Linked DNA regions of Lactuca sativa: region 2 is linked to region 1. A link is a contact called in public Hi-C data. All regions are on one chromosome and are shown on one strand. The core of a region is the stretch at or near the end of the contact, and the rest is flanking DNA. Distances in the headings are between cores, read along the strand shown. Region 1 holds the start of LOC111915261 (exocyst complex component EXO70B1). Region 2 holds the start of LOC111915250.

What was found. A called contact is a pair of places that touch in the nucleus more often than the background predicts.
Region 2: a contact with region 1 is called in a Hi-C map of bud, with 10 times the contacts expected there. The contact joins the promoter of LOC111915250 here to the promoter of LOC111915261 in region 1. A contact is called at or near these places in 3 of 4 Hi-C or Micro-C datasets (bud and leaf).

Annotation. Positions count from the first base shown.
Region 1 is chr4:134,221,736-134,224,819 of Lsat_Salinas_v11, forward strand. It overlaps LOC111915261 (exocyst complex component EXO70B1), which reads right to left and starts at 1,492. Exons shown (of 1, transcript XM_023910935.3): 1 at 1-1,492. The coding sequence starts at 1,148.
Region 2 is chr4:134,424,966-134,428,049 of Lsat_Salinas_v11, forward strand. LOC111915250 reads left to right here and starts at 1,586. Exons shown (of 4, transcript XM_023910922.1): 1 at 1,586-1,759; 2 at 1,813-1,832; 3 at 2,122-3,084. The coding sequence starts at 1,586.

The sequences.
Region 1 (3,084 bases), core at 242-2,741:
AATGTTCCAATGGCTGCTTCACCTAATCCGGTTAGAACCACCTTCACCTCGTTGCAGACTAATTCTCCAGATTCATAAGTGAAAAGAAATTCGAAATCAGGGAAAACATCTGCAACTGCGTCATACATGTCGAGAATTCGAAAGAGTTTTTCTGAAGATCTTTGCCCAATTGCAACTGCTTCCCCAAAATTCAACAGCTGCATCACACATCCTTTTGTTGTTTCAACGAAACTAATTTCTTTGATAAGTTCGGATTCGCTGAAAACTTGTTCGCATAATCGTTTTTCCCCAAAAAGAAGAACCTTGACCACGATTTTAATCGCTTGAATCCATTTCTTCATTTTCTCATCCAAAATTTTCCATTCAATCTTCTGTACTTCTTCGATACTAAGCCTTTCAACTCCTAGAATGGATAAACACTCGTTTAAGACATCACGCCGGACGTTACTGTAAACCTGACAACACTCTTTTTCATAGCCGGACCTAATCATCCGATCGGCGATGGCTTTCAGCTCCTTGATTGCTTCAGGATGGATCAAATCGACGAAAACATCACCACCTAAGCTCGGGCCTCTTTCGTGATGATACCCACTTCCGCTCCCACCATCTTCATCTTCTCTGTAGCTTTCAAAATCGTCCCCAATTTCAATCCCGTTTGACGGAAACGAGAATGAACCCTTGCGGATCGATCCATAGAGTCGATCTATGTCAAGAGGGACTGTGTTACGGATCAAAATATGAAGAAACTCATCTTCCAGCCTCGACATAGCTAACTGGAGCGCGTTTTCAGCTCGATCCATGATCTCGCTGTCGGCATCGGACTGGATATTGAGGTCTTCCGTTAACTGGATAATCGTGTCAACAGCTTCCAAATACTCAGCAGCTTCTGTAGACGACTCTTCCCATGGCGAAGAGCTCCTGGACGAAGGTTCACCGAGACCTGAATCATGCCGGAGGATAATCTTCTCTGCGGACATAAACCGATCACCGGTACCTCCCTCCATCAAATCGGTGATGTTAGACAACCGATTATCAAAACTGGAGAGAATCAAGATCATATCCTCGGTTGCTTTGGTATTGATGTTTAGGCTCTTGACGATTTGTTGAGCCGTTGCTAAGACTCTATCTTGCCCTTCTATGGTCGTCATCACCGGTAGTGGGTTTATTAATGGCGAAGTTATTAGGTTGGGTATGTGTATGGGTGATAAATTAGGGTTCTAACGATGGAAGGAGTGTGGATCGACGGTTGATTGTGATAGTAAAATCAAGAAGCCATTGAAGAATTGATTAGTTCCACCGTGAAAGGTTATATTTTTCCGAACAAAATGGTAGTTGGCCGGCCGGAATAGGTCATGTCATATGCATATCAGGTAAGGGTTTTATTTATATGATTTGGGGATGGAATGGAATCATATGGGGTTGTCAGTCAGTCAATGATTTTTCCTTTTTTTCATTTGTTGGAGTGAGAGAAGAAGGCTTAGAATACCAAAGCTTTTATTTACATCGTTTCTATCGGTGATCAAATGGTTTTGACTTTTTAAGTTATAATTTATTTTTTATGGGTTAACATAATAAAATTAAATAGATGAATCAACAACTTGTGTAATTTAGGACAAAATATGTTTTAGATCAATCAAAACTATTTATTATTTTGATTTTGTTATCCAACTTATCTGATTTCGACAACTATAATGATGTAATAATATTGATATCCATCCCACATAACGTACTCGCACTAGTAACTATTTATTATTTCAAAGTTATCTAATAGTAATTTCTTTGTTTTAGGAATAATTATATTAACATTATATAACAAATTGTTCATTCGATTTTGACACTTTTAAGATTAGTTGGTGCCTTTTTAATATGAAAAAAAAAACCGTTGGAAAGATGATGTCATTTAAAAGCTTCACTGATATAAACGGTTTTCACTCATAAAAAATCACTCACATATGAGGTTAACATTTCACTCACATATATGAGGTATATATAGAATTAGTCAAATAAACAATTCTGCAATACTTGTATGTTGGATCCTAAAAGTATTGAAATTGGTTTTTGTATTATGAGGTTTTTTTATTTAATAATAGTTTTAAACTTAATTTTAAAATGAGAAAATGATTTAAAAAGGTAATGAAGTATCAAAATTGTACCAAAAAGACCATTATTGTTATTTTAGTATAAAAAATACGAGGTTACCTGTTATTGTAGGTTACCCGGTTGTTTTTTTTATTTACAAGGAAAATAAGATATATTTCTCCCAAATTGAAATGATCTAGGGCTTTCCCCTGCCACCTTGTTTGAGAAGAATGAATCTCCATGGTTGTAAGCAAAGACCAGTTGCAACAAGATGCGTGTCTCTACCCACTGTCTTGAAATCTGCCATCAAAGAGTATGCTTGATCACCAGTGAGCTTTGATTGATTTCAAAAGCGGGATTGTAGTGGCCTTAAAGCAATCTTCCAATAGATCACTGAGACCTTCCCTCTTCACACCCATTTTCGATTACAGGTATGCCCCTTGACCCACCTCTTCACCCTTTTTGATTCGATCACAACCCTTCATTCTCCTTTCTTTTACATGTTTTTTTGCAGGTTTAAAGGGTCACCCTTCTTGATTCGATCACCTCCCTCCCTTCTCCTTTCTTTTTCGTGTTTTCTGCAGGTTTAAAGGGTGAAGAGGACGATGTATAGGGTCTAGAAATTTGGAGATGAATGTGTGGGGTTTGAGGCTCGATAACATGTGGGTGCTCTGTAATTGGGGTGACAGGGGATGGCAACAATGGAGAGGAAATGGTGTTGATGGTGGCTGTAATGGAGATGGGTTAAAGGGTGTGGCTGTGATGGAGAAATAAGGGGGGTTTATAGTGATTGAATGTTGTAAAGGTTATGGGGGTTGACTGTGGGAATCATGGATGGAAAGTGGTGTTGTTCGGTGGTTCAGGTAGGGTGAAGAAAATGAATGGAGGTTGCCTTGCACGTAAATGGTAGGGGATGATGGTGGGGCATTTGGTGATAGTGTAAAGCTGCTTATGGTGGATGATAATGGATGTATAAGGGTGGTATTCGATGAAAATGGTGGGAGA
Region 2 (3,084 bases), core at 336-2,835, 200 kb after region 1:
GGTTTTACTTCAAAAATAAGAGGAACTATATGTTAGTTTATTTCAAGCCATGAATGGAGGCATCATTTGTGGATAAATTTGTGGCAAAAGAATGAAAAAGGAGAAAAAAAAAAGTTGAAATATCTCATAAAGTAAGGAATGAGGGAAGGCTTGAACTATTGCATAAAAGGAAATATATGTTATAACTCGTTTTCATTATGGATCATATTCCACTGGGGTCTAGTAAGACCTTAATGGGCTATACAATGTCACGCATAAAGCAGCATAAAGTAACATGTTACGATGTGATAATAAATGTATCCAAGTAATGGTAACCTGTATATGAACTTATCTGTACGTATCAATTTTTTTTTATAATATACACAATGATTTATGTTTTGAAGGGTTGTATAATCTTCTAATATATAAATTATTATGTATGAATCATATTTCCCGATTGTACAAGTGATTTGATGGTTACATGATTTTCATCTGGATCGGTATTTAGAAACATGCTAGTCTATAAATTTACAAAACAAAGAAGATGTATTTGGATACAATGGAAATGAATTAGGACGGAAGGATTCTCTGAATAGCAGCACCAAAACATATGTCTTACCCCTTGGCTATTTTTCTAAAAAAAACATCTTCTAACCGTTTATTGTTGCGCCGCACAGCACACACGCATCATTTGGCCATTTGCAGCTGTTTGTTTTTCAGAAAACTTCTTACTTAAAAATTATTGAGCGTGTGATGTGTGGCGCATCACTTGACCCTCTGCTTCAAACATCTTCACACCTTATTTTAATTTATTGCAGCAGTCTGCAGATGTTAAAAAACAAACAAACTTTTTGTTACATGTTGTAGCCGTTTGGTCCCCCTCTTCTGATATAGAGGGTTGCAGTGGTGGTCCGCAAACTTCAGACATTTTCGTTTCGAAAAAACAAACGACACCTTATACTAAAGAGTATGGATGACTCAACCAGTGTGGGGACCCTAAGCGGACAAAGAATTTGAGGCCCTTTAGCCTTTATTATACTTAACGTTGTAAATCATCATCCTTTATCCGGGCCTAGGACCGACAAACTAAAAAGTTTATAAATGACAATAAACATAGCAAAATCATAGTATTTTACAAATAAAAAAATTATAGAAAAAACATCCACTTTTATGTTAAGAATATTCAATTAATGAGCATCAATCAAGAAAAGTTGAACGGCTTATCTGATTCCGTCATATCCATATTAAGTCATTAAGTCAAAATAAATAAATAAATAAATAAAACCACACACACATTTAAGACAATGATATGAAGTCGACTCTGTATGGATTATTTAAGACCGGTGGGAGTGGCCGCGGTTTTGCCACATCAGTCGCGCACACCACCCCTTGACCGCGGTCTCCTGCGGTTTAGGTCGTGGTATGGCACTTTACAGCCGTGCAATGTGATTGGTTGGGGAGGAAACGGTCACATATTCGGCCGTTGAATTTTTTTTTTCTTTCCTTTTTCCTTTCTTTCCTATAAATACACATACATTTTTTTTCAAACAAAACAAACCCTTCTCTCTCTAATTTATTAAAAAAATTCACCAATTTCCCTAAAAAAATGTCATCTTCTTCATCTTTTGAAGAATTTCAAGTTATTTTTAATGTCGCTATTGCGTGTGCTCAAATGGCAGAACAAACATACGATGTTTTATGCAATAAAGCAGCTGAAAGTTCTCAACGGAGAGCACGAAGATATATTTTCAGAAATCGTGAAGAAGCCAACCAACGTTTGGTATAAAACTATTTTCAAGAGAATGCCACTTATCAATGGTACTATTTTCGTAGGCGCTTGAGAATGTTCAAAGGTTTATACGAATGTATAGTTGAAGATGTAACGAGGGACAGTGGCGGCCCTGGGGTGGTGCCGGCGATGCGGTCGCACCAGGCCTCCGATTTTAGGGGGCCTCCGATTTTTAGGATAATTTATAGTTATAGTATTGGTATTTTTGAAAAATCTGATTTTATGTTTTATCAATAAATAAAATTAGCCTAGTAACTTTTGGTTCCAATTTTAGATGCGTTTTAACATTTGGCCTCCAATGCGTTTTAATTACCGAAACAAAGTCTCACTTTAAAATCATTGTCAACTACAAGGTGGGAAAGTAGGATTGAAAGTGTGAAAACCATAATTACTCAAGCTCCTGAAATAGTAAAAGCTTTGCGTAAACTTGTTGAAGAAGAGACAGACATAAAGATCATAAGTGAAGCTACTTGTCTAGGAGAGTATGAACTTGGCAGATTTGACTTTATAACAGGTATGGTTATATGGTATCATATATTGGCTAAAGTAAATAACTTGAGCAAACAACTTCAGTCTGAGACTATGCGTATTGATGAGACAATGAGTAATGTGGGAGCACTTGTTGAGTTTTTTAAAGACTATCGAGAGAATGGATTTGGGAAGGCTTTGGATTGTGCGAGAGCTATAGCTTCTGATTTGGAAATTTATCCAGTGTTTGTTGAGAAAAATAATAAAAGAAAAGTTGTTAGAAAAAGACATTTTGATGAGAATGACATTAGGTCATCAGAGCCGGTTCATGAACTTTCACCTCAAGAGTCATTTAGGATTCAATATTTTGTGTACATAATTGATCAAGCTATTGGTTCATTGGAGCGAATGTTTGAGCAATACAAACAATATGAAGACATTTCTGGTTTCTTATTCACAACAGAAAAGTTGAAGTCAATGAATACTATCGAGTTAAAGTCATGTTGCAAAAATCTGGAAAAGAGGCTGCAAAATGGTCATATCTCAGACATTAATGTTGATGATTTATTCAACAAAATGGAGTTGTTACAAAAACATTTACCGGCTGAACACAATACAGCTAACGGAATACTAAATTTCCTAAAAATGATGAACACTTATCCAATTTCTTGTCTAGCATACAGAATATTGTTGACTGTTCCTATTACAGTTGCATCATCGGAAAAAAGTTTTTCAAAACTATATCTTTTAAAATTTTATTTGCGTTCGACCATGTCTCAAGAGAGATTAAACGTTTTGGCATTGATTTCGATTGAGAATGAATTTCTTGATTATGAAAGTCTCATAGT